Linked DNA regions of Gossypium hirsutum: region 1 is linked to region 2. A link is a contact called in public Hi-C data. All regions are on one chromosome and are shown on one strand. The core of a region is the stretch at or near the end of the contact, and the rest is flanking DNA. Distances in the headings are between cores, read along the strand shown. Region 1 has its middle 16 kb from the start of LOC121217154. Region 2 has its middle 80 kb from the start of LOC107892532.

Region 1 (5,371 bases), core at 2,040-4,539, 620 kb before region 2:
GTGGTAGACACCATCCTAGTAAATGTAGGATGAATAACCGGGCTTGCTTTAAATGTGGCTCCCAAGATCACTTTATTCAAGATTGTCCTGAAATGACTGAGAAGGACAATTTTTAGAATGCAAGGCCGAGTAACATTGCCACTAGAGGGAGACCACCAAGAAATATTGGAAGTGGGAATAGTAGCAAAGGTGTAACGAAAGATTTAACTGCGAGATTAGAGGTCAAAGCACCTGCTAAAACCTACGCTATTCGCGCTAGTGAAGATGCGTCATCCTGTAACACCCCAAACCCGGCCCAGACGTTACGGCCGAATTCGGCGTGTCACATTGAAGTGTTTTTCGAAAACCATGTTTTCATTGAAAACCCTTTTTGATGTAAAACTTATTGGAGCGTTATTGTAAAACTCATGTTTTAATTAAAAATCTTTGAAAAGAATATTTTCGTTATCGATTAAAGTGAATAGAAGCTGTGCACCAGGTAGGAAGCCAGAAAGGAGGAGGTAAGTCTATTGGACTGCTTAAGTACCAAGCTCTTCATGGATCCTATCCTAGACATGCACACATCCATTGCCACACTTAAAGCATATTACTTGTCCAAGAACAACAAATGAAGTTTAAGTCCATTTAAAATATTTATTTCCTTTGAAAACATTTACGTTGCGGAAGCTTTGCTCGATAATCGTGATATTTTGAAAATAAGTAACTTTTATAAAACACGCCTTAGAGCTAACCAATTTAATAACCCAAAATATTAAAAATAATAAAAAGATCGGCCTTATTACAACTTAAACCAGAATAAAAATAATCAAAATAATAAATGCGAAACTTATTTTAAACAAAACAGAAACTTAATCTTCGTGGCCACTCTAAACCCCGCCCAGCTCCAAGTCCACCAACTAGGGCTCACCTGCAAGGATGGAAGAGAAAGGGGGTGAGTTTAGAAAACTTAGTGTGTAAAGTATCCCAACCAGAGCCCAAATCAGTTCAAGCTTTACTGGGCCTAAGCCCTATTCAGAAATCAGTGTTAACTGGGCCTTAGCCCATATCAATATTAATCTGGGCCGTAGCCCGTTACAGTATCAGAGTATATTGGCCCTAGCCCATATCAGTATCAATCTAGGCCGTAGCCCTATTACAAGTCGAGATATATTGGGCATTGGCCATATTAACACAGTTGGGCCCATTTCAATACAGTTGGCCCATAACAAAACAACCTCATATGATTAACGCATGATAACCCCATCCAACCCTGCACTTGCCTCCGTCCATCCCTACACTTCCTGTGGGGAATAAATCACCCATGCCATCCCTACACTTACAGTGTTAGCACCGGTTGCGGCACTAACTATAATCCGCAGCAAAGCTGCTTATATCAGAATATGTGGCACAGCCACCAGAACGGGTTCTTCCTCCATAACATAACCCAGATCCCATGCAACAGATATATATGTCATGGCATACAACAAACAGAATCAGAATATCATGCATTTCAGTCAAAATTAACCCTAGGGGTATAATGGTCTTTTTCGCACCTAGGGGTAAAACGGTAATTTTCATACTTAGGGGTGTTTTAGTAAAATTCACTATTTTAGGGTTTACATACATCCTACAACCGTTAACGCATCAACAGAAACACTTACCGAGTGTCTTTACTGAATTGGGCCCGTTGGCCCATTAACCCGTTTTCGACCCATTAAGCCCAAATATATCGAAGTGCACGAAATTGCGCACTCTGCAATCATACCGCTTAAGATTACCAAAACTAACAAACAACCATCTCATGAGCACTCGCACGCTCGTAAGTTCACAAAATGCTGGCTTTCCTGCATTTCGGCTTTTCTGCTTTTGCCGATCTAGTCTATGAGTGGGTGTCGTTTACACACCTATTTTTCAATGAAACGTTGATGGGTTCCACACACGAGTTGCCTACAATCAGTTACTAACACGTTAATCTATGAATCCATAATAACTTAACACATCAAACCCTTACCACATTTGGCCCTTAACACCTTAGGCACTAAAGTTCTTACCTTTGCCGAAAAAAATGGACTAGATCTAATTCTGGTCGTTCCAATATCCAAGCCCTCGATTAGTAGCCTTTAATCCACACTAGAGCAAAACAAATCAAATAACACCACTAAACCCTTTTAGTTTCGTCGACAGGCACCCTTTGCATATAGGGGTTTTCGGCTTTTCTTTAAACCACAAGATACAAATGGAAAGAAGGTTCGAATACTTACCAAGAGATCTACTCATTGAAGAACGTTCCAAATACCTTCCTACCCTAGATCCGTTGTGAATTCAACTTAAACATGCATAGAAAATAGATCTAAATATTAATTCCCGAATCACTACAATATGAGGCTTTTCGGCTTTTGGATCTATCCTAGAATATGGCTATTGCGATCTAAATGAAAAAAAAATAGGTGATGATAAGTTCACCATCGAAGAGACAATCAGTAGAGGAAGAGATGTAAGATTAGAGGTTCGGTCTTTTGAAAGATTAAAAGGAAAGGAGATATGGTTTCAACCAAAGGAGTAATCGACAACCAATATTTGAGAAGAAAAAGTCGTTTTAAAAAGAATTTGGCTTTGAGGAAAGAAAATAGAAAAGGAAAGAATTGTTCAGCTTTTGGGAAAAATAGAAAAGAATATGAGCAAAAGAAATAAGATAAGATTAGAATAAAATAAAGTCCTTTTCCAATTTTAATTCCTTCCTTAGCTCCCTAATTCCTGGCCAAATTCAAAGTTTGAATTTAATTCAAACTCCTAACCACTGATCAGCCTTATCCACCGCTTCATCATGCTGCTAAGAAGAGTTTCGGTCAAACTCTAACTCCCCCCCACATGAGCAGCAAAATTAGTAGCCCATTGCGCGTACAACAGCTCGAACTCCAGACCTCAGTCTGTCCTTGCATCTACGCCCGTGCTGCTGGCCACTGCACCATGCTTTCTTCCGTACAATATACGGTCACAGTTAATTTTAAACCTTACCTGCTGAAGCTCCCGTCCGCTTAAAAATAAAAGTGAAATTCCTCCTTTTACGCCACTCGAACCTTCAACCTCCAGAACACTCAGCCACACTGAGTGCCACTACAACACAACCTCGCTTTTGTTATAATATGACTGTATTTACATATAAGCCTTATTGGCTTCAGTCACGGGCTACTTAAAAGAAATAAAACAAGTTTCGCTGTTCCCTGCATTCGAACTCGTGACCCCTGGGCCTCCTTAGCGCGCTGCTGCCATTGCACCAAGGCGCTCTTTGTGTTAAATTATACTCGCAACTTCTCTTAACCCTTATTCTAGCCGCAGTCTGCATATTAAAAAAAACCCAAATTGCGCACACCGCACCTTGAACCCAAGCACCTCCCTAGCGTCCTCCTAACGTCATTAGCCACTGGGCCAGTTGCCTGCTTGTGCTAAAAATCAGCCCTAATTTATTAATGAAGCCTACTGCCCAGATTCCCTTAAGAGGCAAGATTCAAGAATTTTGCTAAAGCTATAGGCCGAGCCCCGGACCTTTCCCCACATTATACCCCTTCGTTACATATTTAATTGCTAATAATAATAATAATTTCATAAACATATCTAATAATAAAAATTTCAAATACCAATAATACAGCAAATAATAATAATTTTCATAAAAATTTTCAAACATACATACAGTAATATTTTTCTAATAATTTTATCTCATAATACTAATTAAAATTTCATAAAAATTTAAAATATCCGTAATAATAAATATAATAAAAATTTTCTAGTAGTAATTCAAATTTTTTTTCTTAAACGATAATATTTAAAACTTCTTAATTATTCAGGTTTCCTTTTTTCCGAATCCCAGACTCAAAGCCCAACTCTTCTAGGCCCCAAAAATCGGAGCGTTACACATCCCCTGATGTTATCACTGGTACATTTACTCTCTATAATACTAATGTAGTTGCACTGATTGATCTTGGATCGACTTATTCTTATATTTTCATGAATTTGGTATCTAGTAAGTTGAGTCTACTGAATATGTGATTAAGGTGTCGAAACCCTTAGGCAAATATGTTCTAGTTGATAAGGTTTGCAAGGGTTGTCCTCTAATGATTCAGGGTCACTGTTTTCTGGCTGATTTAATGCTTTTACCATTTGATGAGTTCGATGTCATTCTTGGAATGGATTGGTTGACTCTACATGATGTCGTAGTGAATTGTAGACGAAAGCTTATTGAATTGAAATGTGAAAATAATGAAATTCTTCGAATTGAACCGGATGAGTCGAGTGAGTTGCCTATTGTGATATCGTCGATGTCAGCTCAGAGGTATGTAAGAAAAGGTTGTGAGGCTTATCTTGTGTATGTACTAAATACGAAAGTGTCTGAATTTAAGATTGAATTTGTGTCGGTAGTTTGTGAATACCCAAATATGTTTCTAGAAGAATTGCCTAGATTACCACTGATCAGAGAGGTTGAATTTACTATTTATTTAGTGCCGGGAACTTCACCGATACCGATAGCTTCGTATAGAATGGCTCCAACTGAATTGAAAGAATTGAAGTCTAAGTTGCAAGAGCTAATAGATAAGGCATTTGCGAGACCGAGTTTTTCACCCTGGGATGCACCAGTGGTATTCGTCAAGAAAAAAGATGGATCCATGAGACTTTGTATTGATTATCGTCAGCTTAACAAGGTTACGATAAAGAACAAGTATCCTTTACCGAGAATTGATGATTTGTTCAATCAGTTGAAAGGGCCAACAGTGTTCTCAAAGATAGACTTGAGATCAGGCTATTATCAGCTAAGAGTCAAGGATTCAGATATGCCAAAAATTGCGTTCAGAACGAGGTATGGGCATTATCTCTATGGTGGTTTTATTCCTTTTATTAGTTCAAGCTGACTGACGCTTTCCTCTTTCCCCTCCCGAAAATGCTTTTTTCATCGCTCTGAGCTCGAATAGTCCCCCTTATCTAAAATATATATATATTTTAGATACTAACTCTTTGGTTGGATCAGACAGGGACTTCTATAAAGATCTTTCCATGAATTTCTTGTTATGCCTTTTGGATTAATTAATGCTGTTGCCATTTTTATGGGCTTGATGAATCGAATTTTCCAACGGTATTTGGATAAGTTAGTGGTTGTATTTATTGATGACATTGTAATTTATTCCCGAGATGAGTCTAAGCATGCCGAACATTTAAGAATCGTATTGCAGACTTTGAGAGATAAGAAATTATTTTCTAAATTCAGTAAAAGTGAGTTTTGGCTCCGAGAAGTCATATTTTTGGGACACATTGTTTTAGTGGAAGGTATACGAGTTGATTCGGTAAGATTTCGGCAGTCATTGATTGGAAGCAACCGAGAAATGTATCCGAAGTCAGAAGCTTT
Region 2 (5,049 bases), core at 2,061-4,560:
CAAAAGGCACCTTACTTAATAGCTTGCTTACATACCTACAACATCTCACTTAACACATGAGTACTCTTTCATAATATAGGCATATTGCCAATCATGTCATAAAGTGTCACAAGCATAACTGAAAACTCATCACTTACTTAATACTTGATAATCTCAATTACTTACAATCTTAATATTAAATACGTCTTAAATGCATACTTGTACTCTTTCTTCATGTTCTCACCTCGTCGTTTCTTTGACTTACTCTTTGGATTACTCAGGAGCCTTTTCTTTTTTGAACTTACCATTGGCATGTCTTGACATGGTCTTACGTGGTATCCTTGCCTTATGAACTCACCAATGCCATGCCTTGGCATGGTCTTACATGGGACCTTTGCCTTATAGTAACTCATCAATGCCATGTCTTGACATGGTCTTACATGATTTCCTTGCCTTATAGAACTTATCAATGCCATGCCTTGGCATAGTCTTACATGGTATCCTTACCTTACCAAATGCCATGTTCCAAACATGGTCTTACATGGTATCCTTGTCTTAGTGCCAATGCCACATCTTGATGTGGTCTTACATGGAGTCCTTAATCAATGCCGATGCCATGTCTTGACATGGTCTTACACGGGATCCTTGCCTTACCAATGCCATGTCTTGACAGGGTCTTACATGGTATCCTTAACCGTCAATTCCTCCTTAAATGCCATGTTATGAACATAGACTTTCCCGTAAATTCTTCCTTAATTGCCATGGTACAACCATGGACTTTGAGATATCAATGTCTTGTCAAATCATAGCTAAAACATACTTGCTCAAATTCTCAAGGTTAGTCGCATAACTCAATAATAACAATACTAATAACAATAATTGCAAAATAATAAAATGCTACTCAACTTACATACTTACATTCTCAATCTCATCATATCATCAACTTAACTTATTCTCATCAAACTATGCTAGTCAATACTTTCTTGTTATCATACAAAGCCATAATACAAAATATGGTCTTACATATAAATTATACAAGTTCTCTTTCCAATATCGAATTATTATCGAACATTAATCATTATATCTGAAACTCAATACTAACGTATTTATGGCCAAAATATCAATTTATCATTCAAATATGCATAATTAAATGTTCATTAAACATATGAACATACCTCGATACCAAAATGACCATTTTACCAACTTTCCCAATTTTTAGTTTTTCTCCCATTCTAGGTCCAAATCTCACTTTCTGGGATCTAAAACATCATATTTCACTTATTTAATTAATTTAATATTCAAAACATTCCCTAACTCAAACTTTGAAAAAATTACAATTTTGCCCCTAAACATTTATAGAATTACAATTTTGCCCCTAGGCTCAGAAATTAAAATTTATCCATTTTTCTTATGTTTTATGACACACTGAACATATTTCCCTTCTATGGTAACATCAAATTCCCACTCTATCATGTACTTATGAACATTAGGTATTTTTACCAATTATGTCATTTTACTCGTTTTCACTTAAAATCGCTTAGCAAAAGTTGTTTAACATAATTTCAAGCTAAATATTCTACCATAAAACATCAAAATAAACACATTTAACCTATGGGTATTTTTTCAATTATGAGCTTGGAAAGCTTGGAAACCCTAACCATGGCTTCCCCCATGCTATATTCGGCCTCCATGAAAAAGATGGACCAATTTTGGCTTTATTTTCCCTTTTTAATTCTTTTAATTACTAAATGACCAAAATGCCCTTAAAGGGTTTTCTTTCAAATTTGTCCTATTCTTTCCCATTTTTGTCCAAACTTAAATATAATGGTCTAATACCTCCACTTTAAGAACCCATTTCAATTAAATCCCCCTTATTATCTAGAACACACATTTTGCTAATTTTACAATTTAGTCCTAATTATCAAATTAGGCACTTATACATAAAATTTCTTCACAAAATTTTCAAACAATTATTCAATCAATGAATAAACCTTAAAACTTAATCGAAATAAATTTTTTTGACCTCGAATTCATGGTTTTACAACCACTATTTTGTTTAAGCCCTATTTCGGGATGTTACATTTGCAGACCTGTGTAAAATGAATAAAGAGGGATTCAAGTCATACGAAATTAAATAAATAAAAATCAAAGAACAATATAGTAGTAAATTAAAATAGAATTCGAAATTAAATAAAAGAAACCCAATTGATGAATATTATAGCCTTGGGTGTGATGTCGATCTCGGTCCTAGAGTTAATCACTGACTATTGATATCTTATAGGTTATTGGTAAACCAGATATTGTAACACTCCAAACTCGACCCTTAAGGAGGATCCAAGAATGTCGTGTCACTACTTTAAAACCATTATCTTAAAAATTGTTTCTAGCGCAACTAACTTAAACTATAGTTAAAGTGTAACACCCTGAATTTGGGGCCTAGAAGAGTTGGGTTTTGAGTCTGGGATTCGGATAGAAGAAAACCTGAATAATTAAGAAGTTTTAAATATTATCGTTTAAGAAAAAAATTTTGAATTAAATTACTACTAGAAAATTTTTACTGTATTTATTATTACGGATATTTTAAATTTTTATGATTAGATATATTTATAAAATTATTATTATTATAATTACTATTACTAGATAGGAAAAAGAAAAAGAAAAAATATATATTTATAAGATTATTGTTGTTTTAGTGTTTAAACTCTAGGAAAAAAATTGTTTTAATTTTTGCCTCATAGAGGGAATCTGGGCATAAGGCTTATAAAATAAATTGGGCAAAACTGGGCATGAAGAAGCGTACCTGGCCCAGTGGTTAGCATGCTAGGTAGTGGGAAGGAGAGCTGGGGTTCGACTCCCAGCATGTGCAAAAGTGTTTTATTTTTTCTTTATATCAGGGAACGACGCAGGGAAGCATTATATATAGTTGGGGTTAAAAGGTAACACGAAAGGAAGCTCGGTCCAGTGGCAGAGGCGCTGGGAATGTGGTATAGTGCCTAAGTTCAAGGGCTGGCGCACGCAAAGGCTTGTTTTTATTTTAGAAGCCAGGTCACACTAAAGTAAGGTTTAAGAATAGTTGCGACCGAGTTAATGCTACAAGGACGCTTGTGGCGCAGTAGCAGTAGGGTGCTAGGAGTTCCACAAGGGCACAGGTTCGAGTTGCGTGGAAGGCGAAATTCCCTTTTTTTTAAGCGGACCAAAGCTTCAGCAGGTAAGGTTTATAATTAATTGTAACCATATATTAGTAAAGAAGAAAACGTGGTGCAGTGGCGAGCAGCTCGGGCGAAGGCGCAAGGGCACAAGGTGGACGGAGGTTTGGGGTTCGAGCTTCATCTCGCGCACGCAAGGTTGGGATTTTTGCTGCATGCCTGGGGAAGGAGTTGTGGGGTCTGATCAGGACTCTTGGTAGCATGCTGAGGCGGTGCAAACGGTGGGTTGATCAGTCAAGAGTTTGAATGGAATTCAAACATTGAATGTGGCCAAAGATCAAGGAGCAATTCGGGGGATTGGAATTTAGGAAGAATTTCTTTGCCGAAATACACTCACTCGGCCATAGCTAATAAGTGCCGTATAATTTGGCCTTTAGGATTCAGTTTTTTCTTCTTCTTTTCTTTTCTTTTCTTTTCTCTTCATCTACTTTCTCTTCTTCTTTTCCCCCATAGCCGAATCCTTCGACTATTTTACTCATCTCCACTTTCTAATCATTTGTTCCTAAGCTTTATACACAAAAGCCGAAATCCTGAAAGCCTATATTTCTTCTGTGCCGATTTCTCCTAGCCAAACCCTCTGATTCTTCTCCATCTTGTGGTCTATTCTTTCTTCTTCTAAACCCTAAAGTTTTGTCGACAAAGCCACTACAAAACTCTCATACCTCATATTCTTCACAGTTTCAAAAACCCGAAAACCCCATAGTTTAGGGGCATAGCCGAATCTTTAGATCAGAAAAGGACTGACTTCTACTAGGGTTTGAAGGTTAGATCTACATCAAAATTGAATAAGAGCTAAAGTGGAATCGTTGGCTGAAGGAACCGATGCGTTAGCATGGACAAGGGAACGTATAGCAAAAGGCTTGAAGACTAATTCGGTTGGCTCATCAGATCTAACCCATATTTCGGCAAAAGGCAGTTCCTGTGAGGATCTCACCAATGTACCGTTCTAAATCAGGTGTGTATCGAACACCCTCTCATTGTTCAAATCGGCAAAAGCCGAAATGCCGAAATTCTGGCATTTCGTGGGCTTGTGAGTGTGCGAGTGCTCACAAGACATTTAGAAATCATTAGATCTGAAATTGCAAAGTGGTAAGTTAGTTGTGTGTGAAATTTCGTGCACGTCGGTAATTGGGCCTCGATAGGCTAAAATTGGGCCCAATGGGCTTACTGGCCCATACGGGTAATAATAATAAATAAAAAGGTATAATAATAAAAAAATAGGCAATAAGAATGTTCTGTTAGACTGTGGAATCGAAACTGCTTAAACCGGTAAACTGGTCATAAAACTTGAATTAAATGGGCTTAAATTGCTAGTGGACACTGTAGGGCCTATCCAATGGCTAAAATTGTAAAATTGAGACAAATAAATTATTGCGATGACAAATGGGCTAGTAAGGATAGTAACATTCGTGAGAAACCTTAAAACTGATAAAATTACTAAAATACCTTTATAGGTGGAAAATTTATAGATTTACCCCTAGGAGCAAAATTACTGATACACCCCTAGTGTTAAGGTTGACCTGAATGCATGTTTGACTGTTACTATTTACTGCATGCCATGTTATTATTATCTGATGCATGGGACTGGGTTATTGATGGAGGAAGTGCTGAAAGTGGCTTGTCCACGTACTGGAGGCTTTGCCTCAACTTACTGATATCTGAGCAGCAATGCTGCAACTATGGAGTGTAGGGCTGAGTGGGTTGAGCTATTCCCCACATGGAGTGTAGGGTTGGTACGGGTGGAGTGTAGCGGTTGGTTATTAGCTAGGTTGGGCTTGCATGCACGAATATGTCTGTTCTGTTCTGGAATGGGCCTATGGGCCATACTATTATCTAAAAAGGGGCTAAGGCCCAGTTTACTGTA

What was found. A called contact is a pair of places that touch in the nucleus more often than the background predicts.
Region 1: a Hi-C map of leaf shows a contact between it and region 2, with 4 times the contacts expected there. The contact joins two enhancer-like sites. A contact is called at or near these places in 2 of 34 Hi-C or Micro-C datasets (leaf and petal).

Annotation. Positions count from the first base shown.
Region 1 is chrA02:34,564,654-34,570,024 of Gossypium_hirsutum_v2.1, reverse strand. No RefSeq gene overlaps it. Among protein-coding and RNA genes, the nearest start is that of LOC121217154, 16 kb to the left of the region's middle. Within about 2 kb of position 3,289, at least 3 of the 9 cell types and tissues checked have an H3K27ac peak or open chromatin away from gene starts, as enhancers often do. A contact at or near this core is called in leaf, where this site is marked.
Region 2 is chrA02:33,947,197-33,952,245 of Gossypium_hirsutum_v2.1, reverse strand. No RefSeq gene overlaps it. Among protein-coding and RNA genes, the nearest start is that of LOC107892532, 80 kb to the right of the region's middle. Within about 2 kb of position 3,310, at least 3 of the 9 cell types and tissues checked have an H3K27ac peak or open chromatin away from gene starts, as enhancers often do. A contact at or near this core is called in leaf, where this site is marked.